Regions from separate parts of the Mus musculus genome. Here region 1 is linked to region 2. A link is a contact called in public Micro-C data. All regions are on one chromosome and are shown on one strand. The core of a region is the stretch at or near the end of the contact, and the rest is flanking DNA. Distances in the headings are between cores, read along the strand shown.

Region 1 (6,112 bases), core at 1,015-3,514, 93 kb after region 2:
CAATAATTTATCAATTATTTATTCACTTTACATCCCAATAACACATCCCCAACCTCTCCTCCGGGCCCTGCCCTTACAGGACCCTCCTCAGAGAAGAGAGGGTGGGGCTAGATATCCTAGAGTGGAGTGGTACCCAAGGGAAGCGTCCCCTTCTCTAATTGGATTTTTTTTTTAAAGCCACTTAAAACAGAGGTGGCTGGAACTAACAAAGGAAGAACAGTTCAGACAAAAACCATCTCGACAGCAGGGCGCATGCTCAACTGACTGCCTTTCTGGGTGGGAAAGTAACACTTTTTGGTCTTGGGGTTGAAATCCTTCAAATTCTAGAATGTTTGAAACTGTTTTAGACCTGTAGAATTCTGAAGAGCAAAGTCCCAGAGCCTCAAATGAGCTGCACTCTTGATGTCCTGTGCTCTGCCAGGTGATTGGCATGAGAGCGGGGAGGCTGGGTGCTGTTTCGTCCACAAAAGCATGAAAGATTCTTACCTAAACAGTCGCTTCTAGCCACACCCACCCAAAACCTTGATGAACAATTTAAGCTCTATCTACTCCCCCATCCTACTCCTAACCCTCTTCCTCTCCAAGTTCTTTCCCGAAGGCCCATTGGGAGCTGAAGGCTTGGAAAAGCCATGACCCTGCCTTGGTCTACCTTGGCTCTTCCCCTTTAAGTGTCCCTTCTACCCAACCCATGATATTCACACAGTGGCATAGAAGGAAATACATCTTTATCCTTTTAGCTGTAAGTCAACAAGACCAGAAGAAAGGCTTGGTGGCACACATCTTTAATCCCAGCACTTAGGAGGCAGAGGCAGGCAAATCTCTGTGAGCTTGAGGCCAGCCTGATCTACATAGTGAGTTCCAGAACAGCCAGAGCTATGGAAAGTGCCTAGGGAGAATTGGCACTACCTTCCTGGGTTATAGAGAGATATCCCTAATTCTAAGCCCAAAAGCATAAACACTGGAACATGAGATCTAAGATATAGAAGGAAAGAGAAACACCCCTGCACCTTTGATGCCCCATCTTGTATTTTGGGAACAACACTGACAACCATTCATTAGACTTAGGATGGGATGGTAGCTCATAGAACCTAGAACTTAGGCCTTCTGAGGTGGGGGTGGGGTGGGAGGCTAAACTCAAACCATCGAGTGAGCAGTGGTAGCCGTGCCTCTCTGTACAATTTGAAAGGAATGTGTATTTCTTCATTCAGTGCTTACCATAGCCCAGGAAGGGGACTACCTTTCCATTCCTTAGTGGTGAAAAATAAAATATATCCAAAATAAAAGATTTCCTAGGTTCCTTCACAGAGCCACACAGATGTCCATATTCTGGCACTTGATTCAAGCCACCTGTCATTTTCATAACCATAAAGTGGGAGAATTATCAGCCCCCTTGACGCACTACATCTACCCAGGTGTGACCCAAGAGGAGACAGATGAAATACAGGTCCTTATTTTCTGTCCTTGATATCCTTGGGAGATAAAGGTACATTAAGGAGGTGTCATATATGTCTGAATACATAGTCTTAGCTTGTTTTTTGTTTTGTTTTGTTTTGTTTTGTTTTAAAAACAAAACAAAACTATTTCTCATCTCATCCTTCTTCCTGCCCTCTTAGCAAATTGCTGTCTTGTTTGATCCTCTGTAACCAGTGGCTTGGACCTGAGATGGGACGAGAAGAAAGTCAAATGAAAAGCTTCTCCTGGTAGCAAGCAGAGTGGAGAAGCAGGCAAAAAGACAGTGAGATTCATGAGGACAAACTGGCAGAGGGAAATAAGAGAGGAACAGAACTTCCCATGAATTAATGGCGCTCAAGGAACACGAGTTCCCCCATGAAGAGGTGGCATAAAGCTTGGGGGATCAAGTTAACGAGTCATCAAAATTTTGGTGTCATTTAGGTGATTGCTCTCCATCCCCTAGGTAGTAAATGAGTGGAGAATTACATTGATGTGACATCACAGAATCCATTCCAAAAGTTGCAGAGATATCCAGATGAGCATCTGCGCCATCGTCATGCTCCGCCGTATAACCCTCCCCTTATCAAAATCAATAAGCATGGGGGAAAAAATCTAGTGTGTGCTCCCAGAAGGTGCAGGCAAGAGGAATTCTGTTGACACCTCTGCTGGCGGAGAGGCAGCTTCCGGAGGAGTTCATGTCTGACTGGTTCCCCAGCTGTTCTCCGTTTGCCCCTGCCAGGAGAGGATGGGAACAGCTGATGTCCTCGCCCACAGCTTAGCTTGGCCCCATCATTTGCACATCCACCCCTGCAGCTGCCAAGGCAAAGAATGACCTGCCAACGGGAGAGCAGCTGCCTGATTTCCTGATGAATATTCTCAGGACTGGAAGCTGAGACCCGGTCCCCCTGGAGCGGGTTCAGTTTCTTTCAGCACATCCCTAGGATTCGCATGCTCTACATGCTCCGAGGTGAGAGCCTGCGTCTGGTTTTCACACCATGGTAACCCCCAGCTCCTAGCCCAACTCTTGGATCACAGTGTGCAGGAAGGAAACGTGTTGATTCATATGCGGCCTGCTGGCTCGGAAAACATGGTGACCCCGAAGAGGACTTGCCACTGAAACACATGCAAATGTTAAACGTGACACCCACATTGAAGGACCCATATAACTGAACTTGAGAGAAAAGGAAGAGAATTAGAGGGAATTAAAGGAATTCTAAGCAAAGACATTCGGACACTTCAATACCTTGGAAGCCAGGAGGTCTGGTGGATACTGGCCCAACTCCAGTCATGACAGAAGTATGACTTGAACACAGAGGAGATTGACAGCTAAGACACTTGACTAAAACCAGGGCCTGGATTAGGGGTTTAGTGTTGGGCACAGTGCTTGCCTAGCATATGAAGCCCTGGCTTCCATCCCTGACACCACAATCTCCCCATTAAAAACAAAAATCTAAACAGATCCTTGAAGGGCTGTCCTTCCCAAGTTTTTATAACTTGGGGGTTATAAAAACAACTAAGTTTCTCAGGGAACCTGCAATCTCTCAAGTCACTTATTTTCACCCCCATATCTGTTGAGTTTTAGATAGCAGGCTCAAAAAAATACCAGCACTGCTGACAATGTCCTGACTGCCAGTCTGGGCTCGGCTCAGGCTGCAGGCTGACCAGGTAAAGAGAAGGATTGCCACCTAAAGCCAGCATTACCCCTATTTACCCTGTTCAGCCAACTACCTCCTCCAGTGAGCATTGAACTTCTGATTGACACAAGCAAGCCTGTAACAGACCTAAGTCTCCACACTAGTTCTCAGGCTGTTCTTACCCATACCACAAGCTGTTCTAGCTCGCATGCCTCTCTTAAAATAGGCAAATCTTTCCTACCTTTTTCCTGTCCTTTCTGATCCTGGAGAGACAGCAGTGGCAGTTTGATCCCCAATAAACCTTTTTATTTTTTATTTTATTTTTTTTTTACCTACAGAGTGGTTTAGTTCTGTGGCTTCACTGTGCCCTCACTTACACTAGGGACTCAGAACTTCATGTCTTTGCCACTTGGGCGTACAGAACAAGCTTACAATAAACATGTGGTATAAAAGTTCCAAGTTGGGGAATAGTGTGCAAGAATGGCTTCAGACAAGTGAACACCCAGGAACCTGTTAGTCTTAAACAATCTCTGCTCTACAGGAAAGTTCCTGAATTTACAGCATGGCTCATAGTGTACAGGAGAAGAGGGCTGAGAAAGGGAAAGCAGAAACCTCTGAAAGAGATGAGCTGTGATAATAAAGAAAAATAAGATTTTACTCTAAGCTCTTGAGGTTCTGGGAATTGGCCAGTGAAACAATCTGGAGGGAATGACAATATCGTATACCTAAAGACGGGAAGAGCTTGAAGGCAACCTCAATGAAATGAACGAGTTATCACTTCAAAATGTATCTAGCGAGTTTGAAGAACAAAATGAAGCTTTCACAAATGAACATTTAAAAAACATCGGGAAACATAAAGTGAGTCAATAAGTAGTCCAGACAGTCAACTAGGCACAGCTAAAAGGAGAATTGGGAAGATCAAATCTAGTCTTAGACATGTTACCTGTAATAAAAAGAAGGTAAAGAAAGATCAAGGTATAAGCAGAAGCTATGAACAGGGTCACTGACTAACAAGGTCCAATGGCAAAAAAGAGTTTCAAATCAGGTAATAAAGGGAAGGATGAAGGTTAATCATCTTTATCATGGTCTGGATTCAAGAAACTCAGGCAATCCAGGCCTGCTGGTATAGGTCTTAATCCCATTTACCTGGGCAGTTAAGGAAGGGGGAATCACAGGTTCAATATCTGTCTGAGCTATGGAGTGAGTTCAAGGTCAGGTTAATCAACTTAATAAGAGTCTACCTTATTCAGCCAAAGACAGCTTGGGATGTAAAGTGGCAGTACCTTTGTGAGTATGTCTGAGGCCCTAGGTTCAATCCTGAGTACCACAAGAAGACAAAGGAGAAGGAAGAAACATACGTGAATGAAAAAAAAGAAAGAGAAGAGGAAAAAGGGGGGTTAGAAAGACCATGGGTGTGGTAGTGACATAAAGCCAGGTATAAATGATAAATAGAAATTATTCCTTTTCAGCCATACACTAACACAAATTCATATTGACAAGATTATAGAAACATGTGCACACACATGTAAAAATACAGACCAACAATGAAAAACTGACATATCTAGATAAAAAGACAGATCCAACAAATAACTGTTACTCTAAAGAGACCAATGCCACGTCAGGGAAGGCTGGGATACACCAGGGGATCTCTACTTGCCTGAGGGAAACAACTGTCCATCTAGAATTCAACACAGAGGTAAGCCTGTGAGAGAGTTACAATGGGCATCTTTGGGGACAGCAAACACAGTTTGTTCATCAGAGACTCTCAGTGGAAGACAGCTTTAAGAAGGAGTGAGCTGAATGCAGCAGCAGAGAAGATTTGGTTATATTGGATGAGCCAATCTAAGTGTTGGATGACAACACCAGACCAGAGTCTCTTATGGCCCCACTGCATTGTTTTAAAGTTAAAGACAGAAAGACAGACAGACAGACAGACAGACAGACAGACAACGCTACATGCATACAGATGTCCTTGTAGGCCAGAAGAAAGCATCAGATTCTCTAGAATTGGAGTAATAGGTGACTTTCAGCTTCCTGGCGTGGGATCCGGGAATTGATCCTGGGTCTTCTTTCTGTATGAAGAGCTCATAAGGACTGTTGCATCTCTAAAGTTCTCCCACGTCCAGCAGTTTGAAGAATACATTAGTTACTCTGCCTGTTGCTGTGACAAAAAACACTTAGGAAATGCAACTTAGGGGACAGGTGGCCATTTTGGCTCACAGTTTGCAGTGTCAGAGAAGCCATGGGGATAGGAACAGCCCACGGTTGTGAGAGAGGGAAGCCAATGTCTCTCACATCTCAGGGAGCAGAGATGGGCGAGTCGTGGCGGGCGCTCAGCTGTCTTCCTGCTTTTCTCCCTTTTATTTAACCATGGTCCCCAGGTTGTGGGATGGTACCGTCCACTTCAGCGATCCTTTCCTCCTCAGTTAACCCTGTCTGGATACACCTCACATCACATGGGTGATTCTCCAAGAACCAACCTGTGGGCCACAGCCCCTTCAGGGGTTAAATGATCCTTTCACAGAGATTATATGTCAGATATCCTTCATATCAGATATTGACACTATGAGTCATAAGAGTAGCAAAATTGCAGTTATGAAGTAGCAATGAACATAATTTTATGGTTGGAGGTGATCACAACATGAGAAATGATATTAAAGTGTCACATTATTAGGAAGGTTGAGAACCACTGTCCTGGAAGATTCTAAATCCTGTGTTAACAGTGATGATCAATTATAAAAAGTAGCATATGTTTTAAAAGAGCAGAACTGAATTACCAAGCAATAGTGATAACGAAAACTCGGAAGTGCAGTGGGAAGCATCCACCCACGCATAGCCTGTGCCACTGTCTGAGAGCAAGCGAAGGTCCTCTCCAGACTCTGTTAGTGAAGTGCAAATGTGGCAAACCCAACAGCAATAGTGAAACTGTGCATCTAAACTCACAGACCTAAAAGGTGTAAGGAGCCCTTTAGCCATACAGTGGGAGACGAAGGAAAGAAAGCAGGCATCTAAGAGGACAAAAGCTA
Region 2 (6,338 bases), core at 697-3,196:
CTTAGAAAGCCATGCTGTCTTTACCTTTGACCCAAGGTCAATGTAAAGTGCTCCAAATGCAACTTTGAATTCATGGCTTCATTGATTAAGCATTTTTGAGCCAACAGCACTTTGCTAGTATAAAAGACACAGTCCCACTTGTCTGGACTATTCACTTTTGGAACAGAACTCATGATCTACTCCCAGGCTGAGAGTCTGTCTAGGGCAGAACTGCATCTTGATATTCATGCTGGCTGGCTATCCTCAGACACCAGGGAGGAGGGAGTGAACAAGCAAATCCCACCGTGTGACCTGGGTCTGTCTTCCACCAGGCTCTTTATAGTCTTTTGATGCTGTAGTTTCCTGCAGAGGAATCGCAGATTGTATAAACAGGGGCTCTTGGTCTGGGCTCCAGAGGACTACAGGATGTCCCTGGGAGCTGCTGCTCACACAGGCTCACCTTCACTTAAGTAAACCAACATTTGAGTGAGAACAAGCAGCTCTTCCTAGAGTCAACCACAGGGGTGAAGCCGACCGACCCTCTGCTCACATGTTTACTGGGAGGTCAGCAAGGGTGAGGTAGGTGTGCAGGCATTTGTCCAAACTAGTCGAATGTCCAATAATAAACATCGTTATGGAGAGAATGTGCAAGCTAGTTTTCTTCTTGTTATATCAAAGTTTTCTTAAAAAAATTTTTTAAAGAATTTTTAATTCTTCAAAGCTTTTACACTTAACATTTTTCTAACTCTTTTTTCCCTTCTTTCTTTTCTTCTTTCCTTTTTAAAAAAAATGAAAAATGGAAAATTAAATGATTGACTCCTATAGGGTAAAACCCTTGCTTAGATGGAGCCGTTACTAATGTATTGTCACTAACTGAAACTTTATTGACAGAATTGTAGATTAACACACAGTTGTCACGAGGTATCTCTGGCTGGGGAGAGACGAGATGACTCAGCAAGATAAAGGTGCTTGCTACCAAACCTGACATCTGGTTTGACCCCAGAGACTCTTATGTGATTGGGATGTTCTGCCCCACCCCCGTTCCCTGGGACATTTCTGGGGAACAACTTTATCCATGCTGAGATGGGAGGTGGCAGGTCTTGCAAGCGAGGCCTGGTCATAGCTGCTTTCTTGAGACGGGGCAGGACCATTCTGATGCCATTGTGGAAATACATCATAGAACAACTGTGCACTCTGATTGAACATAAATCTGTTTCAAGCTCCCCTTTCCTCTAAGCTGTCCCTGGGAACTCCCCCTCACAAGATATGTTGTTTTGTCAATTTTTCTTTTTTAGGTCAAAAAAGAGAAAAGGAGGGCGTGGGGGCGATGCATACATTATGCTTTGAGTCACCACAGTTTCCTCAGCATTAGGTTTGGCCGCGCTTTTACAACTGGTATCTATCAAAGGGTTTTCATCTGCTTGCCAATGTGTCCTCTGTCCTCATGACTCATGGTGGGGACTCGTTCCTTTCAGCTTAATCTCCACTAGTTTATCATTTCTCTTGTTCCCAGGGGTGTTCCTGGAGGGGGAGCGTGGTGCTGGAACCCAGTGAACTCAGACACAAAGGAATTACCAGATTTCTCTTTGTGTGAAGAAAGGCAGCGAGTGGCTCTGTTCATGAGTGAGCCTGCTTGGAGATTACAATGAGGCATCTGCTTCTTATACAGCAGAGCGGGGCAGGGTTGAGAAACATCTGCCCCAGACAGGTCTTCTGATAGATAGCTCTTGGATTCACTTGGACTGATAACATCCCTTGGGGGTGGGGATGACAGGGTCTCCTCACACGCCATCCTGCTTGTGCTGTGGAGACTCCCTCATGGCAGGACACTGGGAAGAGGAGTGGAGAGCCTGGGATAAACTGTGATAAGACATGGTTCCTGTCAGGCCTGAGCTTGTACAGGCTCTGTGAGAGTAGCCTCTGGAAGGACTGGTAGGTCCTAAGCATTCCTGACTTCTCTTCCCTGGAGAGCTCCCATCCTGTTCCTGGAGACAGGATGTCCTTGAGTCATCACCAGCTCATCTACTCCATGCTGTGCTCAAGCTGAAGATTCAGCCCAGTTCTTGGCCCTGGCCCAGGTCTCCCCTAAGCAGTGCATCCTATCCCCTGACCCCTGCCTTCTTTTCATAAGCTTCCATCTTCAGAATGGGTAAAAAGTTGGACTCTGCAGGTCACAGGTTAGGGTCTGGATCTAGTGCTATCACCTATCAATTGACTCAGTTGGTCATTGTGTCCTCTGGAGAACAGGGACAGCTGTCATATACACTGCACAGAGCTGATGCCAGGGAAAAGCAGACAGTTGGAGAGAAGTGCCGCTGAGCACATCCAGGGCTCCATCGTGGCTGACTGTTTTCTTTAGCATTAGGCCCCGTCTGAAGCCTGGCCCCAGGGATGCTCTTCTTCCCTCCCGCACTCCCTGTGAACAAGGTAACAGAGTCCGCCTGGAGTGATTCTGCTGTGCAGCACTGGTCTGACTTCCCCAGCTTTGTGCCGGGCTGTAGTCCACACTGTCCCGGGGATTCCCATGGAGCATCCGCAGCAGCCACACTCTTTAGGCATAAAGGTCCTCAGCTGTTTTGCAATCATGTTCCCAGGCCACGGTCAAGCTACTTGACACACTGCCATCTCTGGGGAGTACTTTCTCCTTTCTGGAAGGACTCCTTGACATGCTCAGTAACTTCTAACACAGCTTTAAAAGTGTGCCAACTAGAAAAAAAAACAACTGTAAATTAGACACATTTTCTGCACTTTGACTTGAGCTCCGCAAGATACAAATTCATGGGTTCTTGTGTCACATGCTCTTGTCAAGAGTCACTGGCGGCATCAGGAGGAGGCACACACTGAGTGCCTTGATCAGTCTGGGCATTTCTAAAGTCTTGTACCAGCTCTTACTTTATTCCATAGGACCCTCAATGTGGCCTCGTTGGTTGATAGCCCTGAGGCAAGTACTGGGTGGTGGCTGGGGCAGGTTCCTTCTAGAATTACTGAGACAGTATTGGTGGCTAGAAGCTGGCTTAGGCTTGCTTGTAGATGTGAGATGTTGCTCTTTTTTTTTTTTTTTCCAGACAGGGTTTCTCTCTGTGTAGCCTGGCTGTGCTGGAACTCCCTTTGTAGAGCACGTTGGCCTTGTATTTACAGAGGTCCATCTGCCCATGCCTCCAAGTGCTGGGATTAAAGGCATGAACAACCACACCCAGCCTGCTACTTTTTATCCTAAGGAGTTGAAGCAGGTTGGTGACAACTTTGATTGTGTTCTGAGTTCAGTTCATGCTTGTTCTCAGGCTCAGCTTCCTCCTGCCCCTACAACACACAGTTGCCTTCAAAATATAGCCTCTTTATCCCAGAGAGAACTGGCAAAGTCCAGGGAGGTTCTTTCTGCATCAATAGTCTATGTCAGTGGTCACAGTGTTCACTTTTAAAAAGTAAGGGTTCAGGCTTCCAAGAACACTTACATTTAAAATCCCAACAGAAAGTGGGGCTGTCTATGGTAACTGACTCTGCATTTACAAATACCCAAACACATTTGCCTCCAATGCATGGGAAACTTCTCATCATCAGCCCCCCCCCACCCCCAAAGCACATTTCCCATGATGCTGTCTCCTAATATCACAATCTGGCAGTAAGATAACAAGGCAGGCTGAAACTGGTCTATAAGGCACCTGAACCAAAGTGGCAGATATCCCTTTTGGACCTTGGCCAGTCAGTGTGGTGGGGTGGGGATGGAGGTAAGAATTGGTGCAGGCAGGAATGGGGCACCTGACAGAGCATTTATATTCTTCAAGGAAGGGTCCAGTCTCCCACCTCTTCCAACTGGAGGCTGTACTTCTCCTGATCTTCCACAGTGTTTTCACCCTGCTAACTTCAGATCAGCTGGGCGCTCTGAGAAAAAAATGAAGTTCAGGAAAAAGGAGATGAATTGATTTCTCTTCTTAGCATCTAGATGACTGTAGTGAGAATTTTGGAGTTTTGGTTTCTTTGAAAAACATAGAAATAAGAATATGTTTTCATTTTAATCCCAGGTGTGGGATATGGGGCTGCTTCAGATTGTCGGCAGCAGTTGACTATGATTTGCCTAGTGCTCCAGCAGGAATGTGATTTTGCTAGTGACAAGGCACATAGTTTCTGCAATTGCTTGGAATTCTGGGGACTTTTCAGAGGGTATATAAATGCTAGGTCTCCATGAGGCAGGGTAGGTTGTTGGTTGGTTGCTGTTGGTTGTGGTTTGTTAAATAGTAGTGTGCAAAGAAGAAACAACAAGAAATTAGATTTCCTGGTCGTGAAGACCAAACTTGCCCCAAGGAACTCCATAACCATAATCAGTAGGAGGTAGTCTAATGATACCACCATGCCCTTTCCCCTCGTATCCTTTTTCCTCTCTTATCTAATGTTAAATGGTAGAAAGGGTGGGAAAAAAAGAACCCACAAAGTAGTAAAGACTGCTACAGCTAACAACTGTGTCGGCCAATTGGGCTAACAGAATGCTGCCATAGCACATGACCAAGAGCTCATGAACAAAAGGAAAAACACCAATGCAGAGACCTCAGGCTGTACAGTAGAATCCTGAGTCCAGCGTGTTAGCAAATAGCAACTCTGGGTTTAATATTGGGAGCCCCTGACTTTATATTTCACCTTCACCAAATTGTGACTTTGGGTTGGTTTCCCCCTGCAAATCTTCAAATCTCCATCTGTACAAGGGATACCTAGAAACAATGATGGTTGAGGCTCCTGTTTTCATGAATCTAACCCAGTTCCACAGTGTGGTTAGATCTGTCCTGGACACTAGGTACACAGCCAGGAGCCAGACTAGCATCTGTCCTTTGTGGGCTCTCATTGCAGGAGACCTCCCCTGTTAATGACCCCCATTAGGTAAAGTCTGCAATTCTGGGGACCTGGTGTCTTTGATTTGCAACAACCCAGTCCAGAAAGCAAAGATTAGGCTAGTGGAAAAGTAAACGAGAATTCTTTTAATTACCCTGGAGAGGCTCAAAAGGATGGGGATGCTGTGGGGGAAGAAAGATAGTTAAAATGATGTGGTGGGTGGAAAGATAGTTAATATCACATAGTAAAAGCCTTCTAGCATGCTCACTGGGTGGGGAGAATTGTACTAGTAATGACCATGAAGAGATACTTTTGTGGTTTTCCAAGGGCCTGCTTTTACAGCCCTTGTACCTATACTTGTACCTGGGAGTCCTTGTCCATAGCTGAATCCTCCAAGGTCCATAGTCCCACTCCTTCTAACCACATTAGAAGGACAATGTCTGCAGTATCCTCCAAAGCCAAGGGCATGACCCCATGGTGGTCTCCTGAGTTCATGGTAAGAAGATGCCAAAATCATCTCTCATATTTATGTCTTTACACATATTAAATTTATGAAGACACACATACATTATGAAAATACTTGGAGATGCAACTTTAGTTGCATCATTTATTAATATTGTATGTTCCTTACTTATCTTAGTTAAGTTTCTATCACTGTAATAAGCACCACGACCAAAAGCAATTTGGAGAGGAAAGGGCTTATTTCAACTTTTGTAGTACATCAAGTCGGAAAGTCAGGATATCAAAGCAACTGGAGCTACACATGGTTGTGAACTGTCCTGTGGGTGTTTAGAACTGAGCAGGATTCTTTGCAAGAGAAACAATTGCTCTTAACCACTGAGCCATCTCTTCAGGCATGTGCAGTGGCTTTTTGGAGATGCTAGGGACTGAAGATCTTTTTTTTTTTTTTCCTTTTAGGAAGAAACAAGGACTAATATGGTTTTTGTTTGTTTGTTTTTTAGATTTATTTATTTTATGTATATGAATACACTGTAGCTATCTTTACAAACATCAGAAGAGGACATCAGATCCCATTACAGATGGTTGTGAGCCACCATGTGGTTGCTGGGAATTGAACTCAGAACCTCTGGAAGAGCAGTTGGTGCTCTTATAATTGTTGAGCCATCTCTCCAGCCCCAGGCAGATAAAGTTTTAATACTCAGTCTCTAGATATTGGAAAGAATTGATGTCTAGGTCATCTCAGCTTCTATGTTCTAATCTCTGTTTCTAAGTAAAACCCTGTCATTTTTTAGTAAGTAAATTTATACCACTCTAATTTTTTGGTGTGTGTGTGTGTGTGTGTGTGTGTGTGTGTGTGTGTGTGTGTTGTATTGGTCAGTGGACTGGGCCTGTCTCTGCCTCCAAAGCAATGGGATTGCATGCATGTACCACCATACCTAGTCTTTTCCCTCTGGGTTCTGGGGATTAAAGTCATATTCTTGTCCTTGTATAGCAAGTGATTTGCTGACTTAGCTATCTCCCCAACACCTACAGAACTTTTTGAAAAGTCATGTGTCAGAACAGTCCAAAAACTGGAGTCA

What was found. Hi-C and Micro-C count contacts between places; a contact is called where the count stands out from the background.
Region 1: a contact with region 2 is called in a Micro-C map of muscle stem cells, with 7 times the contacts expected there. The contact joins two enhancer-like sites. A contact is called at or near these places in 10 of 484 Hi-C or Micro-C datasets (the 3T3-L1 cell line, 3T3-L1-derived adipocytes, the C2C12 cell line and 6 more).

The regions. Positions count from the first base shown.
Region 1 is chr7:134,205,872-134,211,983 of GRCm38.p6, forward strand. The region is part of intron 1 of Adam12 (a disintegrin and metallopeptidase domain 12 (meltrin alpha)); the gene reads right to left. Among named protein-coding and RNA genes, the nearest start is that of 5830403F22Rik, 14 kb to the left of the region's middle. Within about 2 kb of position 2,265, at least 13 of the 459 cell types and tissues checked have an H3K27ac peak or open chromatin away from gene starts, as enhancers often do. A contact at or near this core is called in muscle stem cells and stem cell-derived neural progenitor cells, where this site is marked.
Region 2 is chr7:134,113,090-134,119,427 of GRCm38.p6, forward strand. All of the region lies in intron 3 of Adam12 (a disintegrin and metallopeptidase domain 12 (meltrin alpha)), which reads right to left. Among named protein-coding and RNA genes, the nearest start is that of Gm51501, 64 kb to the left of the region's middle. Within about 2 kb of position 1,947, at least 79 of the 459 cell types and tissues checked have an H3K27ac peak or open chromatin away from gene starts, as enhancers often do. A contact at or near this core is called in muscle stem cells and stem cell-derived neural progenitor cells, where this site is marked.